Linked DNA regions of Rattus norvegicus: region 1 is linked to region 2. A link is a contact called in public HiChIP or PLAC-seq data. All regions are on one chromosome and are shown on one strand. The core of a region is the stretch at or near the end of the contact, and the rest is flanking DNA. Distances in the headings are between cores, read along the strand shown.

Region 1 (7,044 bases), core at 1,382-3,881, 270 kb after region 2:
TTTTTAAAACACTCAGTTGATCTCAACAATGCACATTAAAACCCAGATGCATACAAATCTGATAAGAATTACTGAATATTTATCTGTGAATTAGGAGTGAGATATATAGAATTTTTAGACAACCTAAATTTAGAAGCTAGCCTCACCAATCACCAACTCTGTGACTTCTAGAGAGTAATTTGCCCTTTATATGGCTAGTTTTTTGAATTTCTGTATAATGATTTTGCTAGTTTTTTACAGCAAATGAGAGTGTCTGTTTATAAAGCACATATCAGCACCTACAATATGTTATTATGTCTGCATTTTGTAGAGTAATAATAGGTAAGAAGTACTAATTAAAATCATAGGCAAGGATATAATCAGCTGGAGAGAAACAGTTTGAGAAAATAAGAGGAACAAGGAATGAGAACTCATTTGTTTAATCAACAGAAATGGACCCTTATAGCATACCAAGTAGATCAAAAATGAGGAAGAAATACACAGTAAAGTATATTGCTGTTTCTTCAAGAGTGAGAGAATAGTGGTGTTGCTGACTAAAGACTTTAAGTGTGAGCTAAACTGCATTAATTGTAATAGACAACTGCATCAGTTGTTTAATGAGCATGTAGGATGCTGTGATCCAATGCCCAGAATTTTCTTCTGATGTGGCCATGGTCTTATTATTATAGCACTTGGACTCTTGCCAGTAGACATGCCTCAGATATCAACCTCTTTCCATAATTGCCTTGACTACAGAATTCTTTCTTCAACATGGGGATGAAATTTTTCTTTTGGTCACAGCATGGATGCAGTGGCTGATTATCATTAAGCATGAACCATCATGTTTTCTTTCCTTACAGGAAAAACTTTGAAGGCTATTGCAGAATTGGACTGAGGCAGAGAAAATTTTTGTTGAAATGTAGTATCTCAGGCTAACTTCTCTATCTACCAAATATTCTCCCTGCCCTTTCCCAACATCTGAGTACCACGACCTTTGACAATTAGTCTTGAAGCCTTAGTCCTGATGATTAAGAAAAGCCAGACTGGAAAATATAATCAATGAATGGCAATTGATAAGATAGCAAACCAACTGCCCCCCAAAACACACACACACACACACACACACACACACACAATTTACACACACACACACACACACACACACACACACACACACACACTTAAACAGGGTCTCATTGTATAACCCTGGCTAACCTAGAACTCACTATGGAGACTAGGCTGGCCTCTTATTCAGAGACCCACCTATCTCTTCCTGAGTTCTGAAATAAAAGGCACCCATCACAACATGTGGCAAAAGGCATTTGTTTTTCTCTAGTTTAGTTTTGTTTAGTTTTTTTTTTTCCTAGTAACTTTGGTTTCATAGACAAAAGATGCCAGGAAGCTTGAAAGCATTAAGGTCTGCCTATCTTCCCTGATGCCTTTAGTATGGGAGGGTCGGGGTGAAAGGGTACTTTATTGAAAAATAAATTCAGAAATAGGAACATGTCACTTTCTCTTAACATATCAAGACCCGAAGTTCTTAAAAAATCTTTTCTGTTCAGCAGTTAGGGGAATGAGGAAACCTTTTCTAATTCCTTTATTGTGAGACAAGTTTCATGTAGTACTACTTGTTGTGTAACCAAAGGTGACCTTAAAGTTCCCATCCTCCTGCTTGTATTTTCCAAGTGCTAAGATTACATTTGTGTGTCACTAAGACTGGTAAGTAATTCCATTTTTAAATAACCATGTAAACCTTCAAATTGTCTACCTTATCAGTGGCCTGGATTTAAACAGTGGAGCATACAAGAATATTTCATAATATTCCACACCTAATTAAACTACAATTCCTTCTACCCATTAAACAGTATGATCCCAATTCTCAAATAGTCACTTTGGAATAACTGCAGGAATCTAGAGAATTCAGAGCTGGTCTCTGGAAATTTAAAAAAGAGTTTCAAAACGTTTATACAGGGGATTTAATGCTCAGAGACTCAAGAAATTGAATACATGACAATAAGATACAATTTAACTGAGGTATGAGTGTGGGAATGGAGAAAATGGTTAATCGTTAAGGTAGAGGCAAAACTAAAGGAACTAAAAAGCAAAAGACTAAGAGTTCTAGCCAGGAAATGGATATAAAGGTTCTCAACAATTTATGGCAACTACTAAATGCCTGCCCATGTCTACTGAATCAAACTGCTAAGGAAGACATTATTACATTGGCTTGCAAAAGCATTTCTACAAGTGCAGACAATTAAAGCCTGACACCGGAAATATTTCATTTCGTGTAGGCAGTGAAAGAAGTTTCTCTTTTGATTCCTCCTTTGATCCGGAAGAAGACACATCAACCTTCGTTGTCAATTGGACTACGTCATAAGGGCGGGGCCACAGCGATCCATTCGCCTCGGTCCCGGTTTGTGACGCAGTACCTAAGTGCATAGGCTTGCTGGCTCTAGGGGCTCATTTTAGTGGGCGCGGTCTCTGACCAGGCCCTGTTCAGGGCGGGTCCATCGATGCCACGCCCCCACGTCCGCTCTGACTGGCTGTGATCGGTCACGTAGCCAGAGACTTGGCCGGAAAACAGTGAGCTTTCCTGAGGTGGGAGGGTATGGTCGCGGTCTTGCGTCTTCCGGCTTCTACAGCCACTTCCCACGGAAGCCGGGGGAGCCACCCTCTTGTCTATCTTCGGCCATACACTTGTGTTCGCTCCCGTCAGTGCCTGCGGCTCCACACTCGCGCTCTGATTCGCGCCTACTTGGGGACCCTGTCCCCACGCTACTCACTACCCTGTCCCCTCCCACCCATCTAAAATGTCTAATAGACTCCAGACCGTCTTTCTGAAAACCGCAGAAGAAAAGTCAGGCTCGCACTGGTAAGTACCAGTTCCCAGCCCTTCACGCGCCCGCCCACGCCCTGTGACTTAGGTTGTCAAGGCCGAGTCAGCTGTTGTCCAGCCGCGCAGCAGGACCTTGCGGCCGGGCCGTCGGATCTCAGCAGCCTCACAGCACAAATCCCACCCAACCCCGCGCGCTCCAAAGCCCCTGGCTCTCTGCCCTCCCCAAATGTAAAACAATCCTCGGTTACGACGCAGTTCGCTTCTTCTGGATTCAGGCGTGCCCGACGCCTTCCGCTCGAATTTCATAGGTGGACCAAGTAGACACCCACGGAAAAAACCAACATGGCGATGCTCCAAGATCTCAAACACGCCCATAAAACCTATGGTGGATTGTAATGCAGGTGCAGTCCCGGGGCGCTGGCCCTTCACCTGAAAATAGTCGCATTTTAATGTACTTGGAAAATGTGTTCTAGAACAAGGGACTTTAGTATTTGAAATTTTCAAATAAGGCAGAGAAAAGTAAAAACTTGAAATGTGAAGTCAGTTTTTCTAGGTAGCCCATTTGAAATGTGTCTAAAGGGAGTGCTTCTCCTTGGTTGTCTCTACGAAGAAACAGTTGAAACACTGTATGGCTCTGGCTGGGTAGGAAACTCATATATAGCCAAGGCTGTCCACAATCCAGCCTCAGTTTACCTAGTATTAGGCTTATGAAGGGCTGTGACAGTCTTCTTTGGTTAGAAAATGTTTCACCAGTAACATTTTTCTTTTAATTTTGTGTTAATCCAGATGAAATAAAAGCAAGAACCACAAAATATTCATTAAGGAACAATGTTTTAATTTATGCTTCCCAAAGTTAATGAGTATATTTGTTCAGAAGCAAAGATATGAAAACTAAGCAAAACTAATGAAAGGGAATTATGGTTGAAACAAGAAAATCTACCTGGTGTTTATTGCAACTTTGTTACTATACATGAGACTAATGCTTCATTTTTTGATAAAAAATAACGGTTCCTGGGACTATTTTAATAACAACCAGGAAAAGAAATAGTTTAAGAAAGGATTATTTAAATATTTGCTCCAAGTTTAAGAACGCGAATTTGTGTACTGATTTTAGCCCAGGTAAGTTTATTTTAGTTACAAATATATACAAACCATAATTGCAGTGAAAAAAAATGATTTTTTTTAAAAATACATTTTCCCTTAAAACCCTAGTCTAACAAAAACAAATGATCACCTGCATCAGCCTTCCAAGTAGCTGGATGTACAGGAAGTTGCTGCTGTGCGAGTACCAAAAAGAAAAAAAAAAAAAAAAAAAAAGAAAGAAAAGCAAACATCATTAACGGTAAATAGGGAGACAGCTCTTTGGTAGTATGTATTTTGTGAAGATTTAAAGATAGATTGAATCCTATCCAGAGAAGCGGAAGTAGAAGAAATGCTTTGTAGTAAATAATTTTGTATATTTATGATATATTATAGATGACATAACTTACAGATCGTATTCTATTCCAACCCTAGAAGTAACTAATGTATCACTTTAAGTGATACATTGAGGTTTTTTATTGTGCCCTTGGGTTCTCTTTTAAACACTTTCTAACAATTTTGACTAATTTAGAACTTTGAAAAATATTTTAAATTGAGCTATGTTTTGGGTACTTTCATAAGTAATTTGAACGTTATTGATTCATTAGTTTATGTTTGGTGACTTGTTATACTTTCATGCTTTTATTTTTTAAATTTTCTGGTATTATCATAACAAATTTGGAGCATTTAACACAAGATAGTTTCCTAGGATATTTGACACTTTGATTACTGCTTACATGTTTGATTATTCTTTGTTTTAATAACACCATGCCTACTGTTGAAATGTAATTATGTAAATAATTTATTTAATATCACTGTTTTGTTTTATTGGAAGTTTTTTTGTTTTCTATTTTAATCACTCATTTATTTTCTTTCTAAAAATGATAGGACTTCTTTTCTGTAAATATTTCAGCTTTCCTTGAATTCTTTTCTTTTTTTCAATTTTTTCTCCCCTCCCCCCCTCCTTGAATTCTTTTAAAGAAAAATCAGTATTGTGATAAAGAACGTTTATTATTTAATTTATATGGTTTAATCAGGCATAAAAATAGGAAACTCCGTTTTATAAGAGCAGTGCAAATATCTGTATATTTGTAGTGTTGTTCATTTAATGTATTAAGATTTGCATTGAATTCTTATTTATTCAGTGTGTACCACAGGCAGCATAATAGCTATATTAAGGTTGCTTCAGTCCACTAACCATTTCATCTATTGGAGATTGATTGCTCAGAAAATTTTTGAATAGAATTGACAAGATTATGTGTATAGTTTGAATAACTAATGACAGTGCTGATTTAGAATGAGGATTGTATTTCAGATAACTTGAGAAGTCTGAGGGGCTGTACAAGATAGCAGAGAATAGGGATTAGATTTAATAGCAATGGGATGAAAACTATGCATGCCTGATTGGGAAATTACCATTTGTTGGGAAGATGTTATGCCAGTTTTCTTGTCAATATTTGTGAATTAAATGAGACAAACCCAAATGTCCAGTTAAAATTATTGCTCTCAGCATGTGGCTTCGTTCGGGTGGGAAGAAAATGTTTCACTGCTAGTTGAAGTCTTTGGTTGTGAAATTTTATCTTTACAACTTCAGAGTAGATTAGGAGAGACATTGACACCATATAAGTTAACTGGACTCTGTCACTTATCTACTGCTTATGAAAGTGAATTGTTGAACTTTGCTTTGTGTATAAAGTATGAGTAAGACTCCTTAAGCAAAGCATGTAAATTCTGTATAAGTCATTAAAACTATCTTAAACCCTTGTATTTTTTTTCAGCTAAAATGTTAATGACAGTGGAGGTCTATCTTGTTTGGCTTATAGAATTAGAATTAATAGTGATATTATTATATAAATAATATATAGAATTTATTATATGTATTATAACATATAACTTCTTATGTATTTTTATAAACAGTAAGAAGGCAAAGTCTGGTCTCCTAGAAGATGAAAATACATTCTTTTCAAACCTATAAAATTTCATTAGCCTCCAACATGTTCATTATTTCATTTCTAATACATGAGTGATGAATATCCATATAGAATAGTAAAAAACAAAACAAGGAACCTCAGAAATTATCTAATTTTGTTAGCACATTTAGCAGGACTTTTAATTTTGAGATGGGCTGTGACTGCATTGATCAGGCTCCACTAGTGATCTCCCACTCCTACTTGAGTTTCTCAGTACTTGGAAGTATACATATATGCCACTGTGGTTAAGTAGGTTTTCCAAAATTTGTTAGCCAGTATGTGTAAGATCCAGAATTAAAAGCCTGAGATCTTTATAATGTATTTCCTCTTTCTCTTTTTAAGACTTAAAATTTAGTTTTTACATTTTCATTTTCAGTTCAAATAGTTTAGTATGATTAGTGTAATAATTATTCTAAGTGGCCAAACTGGCTAATAATTCTAAGTGACTTATTCTTAGAGTACAGAATGTTATATCTAAGAAAATAGAATATCTTGAGGAAAGTGGAGTCATTTAGTGATTTTTGGTTAAATTGTTAAGTGGAAGATTCCTCCTAAATCTGGAAAATATATATATTGATTGAAAGAGTATATATGAATTTTATTCTGACTTGTCACATTTCTCTTTAGAAGTTCACATTTCAGTTATAAGAACTCATTTAATTTTGTAGTAAATCAAATCCTATTTTAATAGCTTGTAGGAATCAATTCAACAAACATATTAATTTGCTCTAATAGACACAGAGGAGATATGAATAGAATAAGCTAGGCTTAAAGAATTTATATGAATCTCTAATAATATGTAGGCTTAGAAAAGTCACATTTGTTTTTCTATCTTTGGTGGGGACATAGAGATATAGATAGATAGATAGATAGATAGATAGATAGATAGATAGATAGATAGATAGATAGATAGATAGATGGATAGATACATACATACATACATACATACATACATACATACATAGAGATATAGGTAGATAGATACATAGATAGATAGAAATTAATTAATTATAGGGTATATAGTATATTTTTGTCAAGCAAAAATAGGGAAACCTTTTAACTTATATCATATGAAGTAGTAAAAGTCTGTTATTTATTCAGTTATATCTTAAAATATTGCTCTTACACAGATAATTATAAAAAACAGGTTATTGTGTTGAATCTTCTAGTTAGGGAGAT
Region 2 (7,662 bases), core at 3,038-5,537:
AAAAGTTAAACAAATTTCCAAAAAAAAATCATCAGAGATTTAAACAACTAAGGTGCTGTGCTACACTAAAGTTTAAATAATGTTTAAAAGCAAACAACTATATTATCACTTTAGATTGAAAGACAGACTAACAAACACCTTTAGGAGTTTAATTCTCTCCTCTCCCCTCATATTCTAAGATAGGATTTCACTGTGCATGCCCAGGCTGGCCTAGAATTTGCTAGTTCCAAGCTGACCTGGAACTTTTAATGCTCCAGTCTCAGCCTCCTGTGTGCTAGTATTATAGGTACCTGTCATCAAATATGGTTATAGTAATCAATTTTTCTATAATTAAAGTGGATGATACCTTTTTTGTATTTGGCAATCTGTAGTCAGCTCTTATGGAATTCCTCTAGAAATAAAAGTTTAGCTGGTTCCATTTTTATTTTGTTGTCTCAGTCTGTTTCATTCTCATATTGTTTGTTATTTTGTTAAAGGCAGTACACAGAGGGTACTAGCCTATTTTAGCACTGAATAGCTACAAGCAACTGATCCTAATGGTTTTAAATTTAAGCATTTGGCAGGACTAGCTGACAAACTGATAGGACTAGCTGACGAACTGATACTTTCCTTTTAAGTTTTTCCTCTCCTGACCTAATTTCTTTTAACCTTTTATTGTTCATTGAAAAAAATACATTGTTGAAAATTTGTTTCTGATCTAGCCATTATGCAAACCATACATTTTAAAATCAATGAGTTTTTGAACATTTCAATCTGGCAACATTGTCTCTCTGTACATCTACTAGTAACAGCACTGTGAACATGAATTCAGGCACAAGCACCCTGACATACTGATGACTGCTTTACTTTCAACTCATGTCAGCAGCCAGAGAAGTTGCTGACACTGCTCCAGGTCATCTCCACCTTTCCTTCTGCAATCCCATAGGAGAGGAGCTAGTGACAAGGGAAAACAACAATAAACCATGGATATCTGAATTTTACCAAATTGAAAAGCTAATGCATGCCAAAGGAGCAGACAGCAGCAAACGGAAGCTTAGAAGAGGAAGAATAAAGAGTGTGAGAATGGAAATTTGGAAGATATTACAAATATTAACAAAAGTTATCTCAACTGGTTGAAATTTTGTGTGTGGAATCAGGCCTATGTTTAACAAGGTATGCACAAAATATCTTTCCTTACTACATAAGAAATTAAAATCAAACAAGATAAAAGTTAAAGATAACCCAGCAAAGTACAAGTTATTGCTGATAGCCTAGAAGCATACCAGTCAGGGTAGTGTTTATGAGAGGAGAGTTCTAAGTTCCAAATGTGCCTACTATACAAGACAGGCATGGCCAAGCTCCCACACCCAGCACGTACTAAATCCCAGGAGGCAAGCAGTAACACCACACAGCACGGCAGATACTATACAGAAAATAAAGTGCTGAGACAGAAAAGAGTTGGAAGAACACATTTTAAACAGGGATGGAACCAAAAAAGGAACTTTTCTACCCCTCTCGGAAGAAAAGAGGGAACTAGGTATTTTAAGAGCAATATGAAGAATAGTCCAAGAAGTGGAGAATGAGACAGTAAAGTGTGCCTTATTCAGGTACCTAAGAAATTACAAAGGCAGAACAAAAGTAAAACCAGATAGGGAAATGAAGTGTGAAGCATCACTGAATGCAGAGGTTCACAGGCTGTGGTTAAGCACTGGGATTTTACTTAGATTGAATGGAAATTTACCAATGAGCTTGTACAAAGCCTACAATCTTAGAGTACAGCCTGTTAACTGAGAACAGGCTTTCATAATTATGAAAGCAATTTTAAACTGAAAAAAAAAAAAACTGGCTGCCTGTGGAAATTCAGTTTACACTATTGACCAGTGTGGTAACCTTTCCACTTGTACTCGGTAAACACCCTCCCTCCTGCTACAACCTGACTCTAGTGCTCTACTTTTCTGTGGCCCTTATCTTACTTTGAAGGTTTTCTGTTTGTAGGACTTGATTTTGTCTTTACCCCTAACAGGGTTCTTTAAGTTCCAAGACCATGGGCCCATTCCTGTTAACATTCTTTCCCCCACAATAATCCCATACCATCAGTGACATGTAAAAGAGCACTTGGTTATTCTAGACCTAGAAAGAGATCCCATTTTACACTCTTAAAAAATGCAAACAGGTGTGTGAGTCCGGGTGAGTGGGTCTTGTCCTCAACTAAGTTATAGTATGTACCACCCAATAAACTTTTTGGAGGCATAAAGGGGCCATTATCTGACAAAAGCATTTTCCTATTAGGCATGGATATATATGTTTGACAAAGAAACAATAGTTAATGGATACATTTACTAAAATCCATCAATTTCTAAGTTTTCAAGTCTCCCATGAAGAACACAGGTTAACAGTGTCTGACCCACCTTATTTCTGTCACGGATGGTGGGTGGGGGTGGGTATGAGGGAGATGGGAGCATCTGACAAATATCACATTTAAAACAGAAACAGAAAACTCAACTGCTGAGCAGACCATAAACTTACACAATATCCAACTTGTGTGAAGTTCTAGAACTTCCCTTCTGCCCCACCCCCACGGCCCCCACCCATGTACAAGGGTGCCAGGTTTTTATCAGCACTGATTCAGCAGTATGTTCGCAAGCTTTTCGGTGGGCCCCAGTTGTACACAGCTTTCTGACCTCTGCCACTACTACAGTAGAGTACTGATGGCGGAGATTATTAGGGAAGAGACCATAGAGGAAAAGAGAAAGAAAAACAGGAGCAAGAAAAGAAAGGCAATTAATAGGATCACAGGATTAAGTTCAGCATTATTTAACAAATGATACCTAAAATATGTTCGTCGGGGGGCGGGGAGGTGGAGTTTTTTTCTGTACTCAGAAGCAGACTGCACTGAGTAACACAGCTTAGATCTGGTGTTTTCTGTGTGAAATTGTGGGTTCCTTAAAGGAGGAAATAACTTTGGAGGGGGGACCAAAAGCCTGGAGCCATATTCATTTTTATGTTCTTTTTAAAAACAGTGCTGCATGGCCCTCAAAATGAACACCACCAGCATTTCTAGGCAGTTTAAAGAGCAAAATATGGCCAGGTCGTGGTGCACACCTTTGACCGCAGCACTCAGGAGGTAGAGAGAGGCAGGTGGATCCCGGAGTTGACAGAGTTCTGGTCTACACAGCAAGTACCAGAACAGCTCAGGACACATAAAGAAACTCTGTTTAGAAAAAAAGAAAAAGAAAAAAACAACCCAACCAACCAACAACAAAAACCACAAACAAACAACAACAAAATCAAAACATGTAGCTTAGAAAAGAAAGTGCTATGCGGTAAAGTGTAATTGGTAATGTGACAGTCAGATTTACTTAATTCGTTTCTTACAAGGGTTGCGTTGTAATGGCGAGCTGTACTGGGACTTCAGTTACTCTCAGCATAGAATAAATATGTGGCAAACTGCTTTTAAAGCTTCAAATCTTATCCAATGCCAATAGTTTTAAATTGGTAATGTTCCAAATGTCTTATACAGTATCCTTGCGTTTGAGCCAGTCAATTCAGCACACACATATCTCAACACATCCCTGACAGTTCTGGAGTAGAAAGGAGATATTCTAACAACTTACAAATTATACTTGTTGAAAACTGACAAGGGATTTGAGTATTGCTGTAATAGAGGTTGCCTGGTGAGTTAAAGAGTTTTAGCAAAGCCATATATTCAACGGCAATGATACAACACCGCAAAAACTGGTATCAAAATGCCAAGCACCGAGCTGGAAAACTCAAACTCGGTAAAATGTAAAGCTTGAGGTTCAGCCAAGCATTCCTGGGAACACAGGCAAACCCCAGCGATCTCCTTCTAAGAACGCGGCTGAAATAAAACTCTAGCTGGCAATCTCTGAGCCTGTCAATATGGGCTGAAATTTCTAGAAAAGTTGCCCAACAAGAATCGTGGCCCAAGCCAGGAAACATCACTACCGCCTCCCAAAAGGACAGCAAAGACCGCACAGGATGCTGCATGGTTCGTGGACTTGGCAACACCGGGCCAGGAGGGTGTGGACCCGCCAGGCAAGGTCGGTTCCGCGAAGCCAGCGCCCCAGCCCTCGGCTCACCGGGGGTTAGCCTGGGGTGCTCCCTCCCACGACCACGTCTCGCATACCACGCAGGCGCCCCTCCACCTCCGACTCCAGAGCCTTCGGGACAGCCAGCGTTGCCCCTCGTCGTCCCCACAACACCGCGCGCGAGGCCAACCAGCGCCAGCAAGGACGGCGTTCCCCTTCAGCTAGTCAGTCCGCAGCTACCCAGTTATGTCCAGCCCAGAGCCTCCTGCCCTCGCTCCGCTCCTCCCGGGAGAAAAGCGCCCCGCCACGTCCGCGACATCCCCGCCCATTCCCTAGGCCGGGCCCCCGCAGCCTTACCCCGAACCCAACAAGCACAAGCCTAGAAATAGCAACTCCGACTCCAGGCGACTGAGTGACTGATAGGCGGCAGCACGTTCACGACACTTTCACGATTGCCGTAAAGAGGGGGACTCAGAAAAGGCTGCGGCGCGCCTCCGAGCTACTCGGGAGCGCGCCCCGGGGCTCCGCCCAGACTTCTACTGTGGGCCTCTTCTGCACTTTGAGGCTGGAGCTGGCCGGTCCCGGACCGGAAAGAAGGTGAGTGGGAGGGAGGAAATAGCTGGCCTGGTGCCCAGCGTGTTGTCTCGTTGGGTGCTGTATCGAAGGGTGGTTCACAAGCTTAGAGCGAAGGCGCAACGCGAGTCCCCTTAGTCCCACCGGCGCGCGAACCACGCGAACCGCGGCAGCCTCACCTGGCTTCGTGAGCTTCTTGATGCACAGGATCTGAGTCGCCGGTAAGCTCCGGGAACCCACCGATCACCGGAGTTGACAACTAGACTGACGTCTCCGCGTCTAACTTTTTCTCTCTTTGATACCTCTACCACCAGCTTGTCCCAAGCGGTGCTTCGTGCCAAGCTTGGTGTCTCTTATATTTAGCTGGTGCCAGGCACAGTGAAGCTCTTGTACTACAAGATTTAGGGAGTGTGTGCAGGAGGTTGCTTTTGTTGAATCAGCTAAGGAAACCTTTGCCCTAATACACTTGGTCATCCCTGTGCCCTTATTTCTACTTGTTGGGGGCTGGGGAAGTTCAGCACTGAGATCAGTGGTGACCTTGTGTTTACACAGAGCTCAGTCTACACCCCTTGATTGTGTTTAAGGGAGTGGTCCCTAGTTGAAAGGAAATCCTAACAGCAGCATTCCTTTGAAAAGCACTGAGACAGGAGTAAGTTCTCCAGCTTTCTCAGTTTTAATTTATAAAGAAGTACCCAAATGCAACAAATTTGTGCTGCGGTATTAAATTTTAATTTCTCGGCTGTGTAACTAGATGCTATGAGATTAGCCATTGGAAAACGTTACATTTGTCAGAGGCCATATCAGGATTTGGGAAAATAGTCATTGTTATGCTTTGTCTGTAGCCTGCCTGATGCTTCAGTGTGCCTCTGAGAAAAGCCTGGGGCCACCTGTTCGTTCACTTGGAACATCCAGAGTTTACATTTTTATTATGCTTTGGTTGTTATTACTCAGAAGAAACAACATTAAAAAGTTAATTTTATTACCTGTGCCCTTTAAATGCTTGTGAAAAGAAATGTAACTGGATTTCTGACTCATAGAACTTCAAAGTAAGCAGAGAAGATGGGTGAAAGATGAAAAACGATTTGTTAAACACTCTTAGTGTTGTGTAAAGTTTTCTTATATTTTTTTAAAAGTAATTTTAAAGCTTTCCCTTTTTGGTTCTGGAAATTGAATTTAAGGCCTCTTATTTGCTATGCAAACATTTTTTAAAAGGGTTCTTGAATGTTTTGACCCATAAAATGGTTAACCATTACACTTATAACCTGCTTGGTCAGAAATTGCTCTCATACTTTAGTCTTTGGAGAGGAAGGTGCTGGACAGTTGACAGTCTTCCATATCTTCCTGTCTGCTTAGTTTCTCAGTTGGCTCTGGAAGACTATTTTAAGCCCTGCCTTGCATCTAAGCAAGGTTAAACAGTAAGAATCTTCAAAGCCTAAATATATACAACTATATCATATCTCAAAAAAATTCATAAACAGCTGTATATGGGTAGTTATGACTGGAATTTAAGAATCGTTATAATATTTTATATTTATTACAAAGAGAATACTGTATCTCAGAAATTTGCCTGAAACCCAATAATTAGAAAGGGATAATTATGGAATTAAAAGAAAAGATTCAGGTGTTAGCAGCCAGAATACAGCAAATACATAGGCTAATGCCAGCAGCAAACCACTGAACTGAGAACGGGACCCCCGTTGAAGGAATCAGAGAAAGGACTGGAAGAGCTTGAAGGGGCTCAAGACCCCATATGAACAACAATGCCAACCAACCAGAGCTTCCAGGGACTAAGCCACTACCCAAAGACTATACATGGACTGACCCTAGGCTCCAACCTCATAGGTAGCAATGAATATCCTAGTAAGAGCACCAGTGGAAGGGGAAGCCCTTGGTCCTGCTAAGACTGAACCCCCAGTGAACGTGAATGTTGGGGGGAGGATGGGGAGGGGAACACCCATAGAGAAGGGGAGGTGGAGGGGTTAGGGGAATGTTGACCTGAAAACCGGGAAAGGGAATAACAATCGAAATGTAAATAAGAAATACTCAAGTTAATAAAGAAAAGAAAAAGTTCAGGTGTTAGAGAAATGTATCTGCTGTGCCAAACAATAAGAAAATTAACTTCCTACAATTAAAACTTTCTAAAAATTATAGCTGGTAGGTCACTATTATAAAAGATCTCAAGCATCAGGTCCTTAAAGGAAACATTTTGCTCACAATGCTGCATTCAGGCCACAGATAGTGGCTAATATTTGTGTGCTGCTTAAAATCTTGAGATTGAAATGATAATATATTTTCTTTGTGAATCGGTTTCAGGATTTAAAAGGGAACCGGTTTGGACAGTTCTGAAGATTGACATTTTGGGACTCAGAACACAGGTAGTTTTCTTTCGCGTTGTGAAAAGGAGCCCAGACTTACTGACCACTTATGAAAGAACTTCACATCTACTATCTCATTTAGTATTTCAATAAACCTCACTGAAACAACTATTCTTTTAGATGGTTTAACAAATGAAGCTGGCGTTTTGAGATAGTTCAGCATGTACGATATTTACTGGCAACTCTGGTGACCTGAGTTCAATCCTTGGGACACACATAGTGGAAACTGATTCCTGGGTTTACACCCCCAACCTCCACTTGATCTCCCCACCCACTATACATATAAAACATATAAATAAATGTAATCTAAAAATACTGGACAATATTAAAGGCTACTATTGATTATATATCACCAGTGTATTAGGGTCTTTCCTCGATGTCTCTGTAACTTCTATAATAACTGTCTAGCAGGTCTGCTGGAACTTTTCTATGATAGGAAAATGACTGTACTTTGTCTAGTTGCTAGCCCCTAGACATCTGGCTTTTATTTACATAGGCTCTGGGTTGCACTGAACTATCCTTCCAGCCCTCTGCTATGTTTTGGATATTAAGGATTTAAAAGTAATTAACAGTAAAATGGGGAGGAGGCTCTCCTACTAGTAGTGGGATGAGCAAAATATTCCAAGCATACATTTTACCCAAATACCTAAATGCTGAATAGGTCATATTAGCTTTTTAAATGCCAA

Evidence for each region. HiChIP or PLAC-seq counts read pairs in DNA pulled down with a chosen protein or histone mark.
Region 1: an H3K27ac HiChIP or PLAC-seq map of oligodendrocytes shows a contact between it and region 2, with 4 times the contacts expected there. The contact joins the promoter of Lrif1 here to the promoter of Cept1 in region 2. A contact is called at or near these places in 1 of 12 Hi-C or Micro-C datasets (frontal cortex) and 1 of 1 datasets of contacts at active chromatin or transcription factors (oligodendrocytes).

Annotation. Positions count from the first base shown.
Region 1 is chr2:196,993,062-197,000,105 of GRCr8, forward strand. Lrif1 (ligand dependent nuclear receptor interacting factor 1) reads left to right here and starts at 2,632. Exons shown (of 4, transcript NM_001127485.1): 1 at 2,632-2,851. The coding sequence starts at 2,790.
Region 2 is chr2:196,719,371-196,727,032 of GRCr8, forward strand. Cept1 (choline/ethanolamine phosphotransferase 1) reads right to left here and starts at 4,288. Exons shown (of 9, transcript NM_001007699.1): 1 at 4,127-4,288. Dram2 (DNA damage regulated autophagy modulator 2) reads left to right here and starts at 4,682. Exons shown (of 10, transcript NM_001025018.1): 1 at 4,682-4,822; 2 at 6,915-6,976.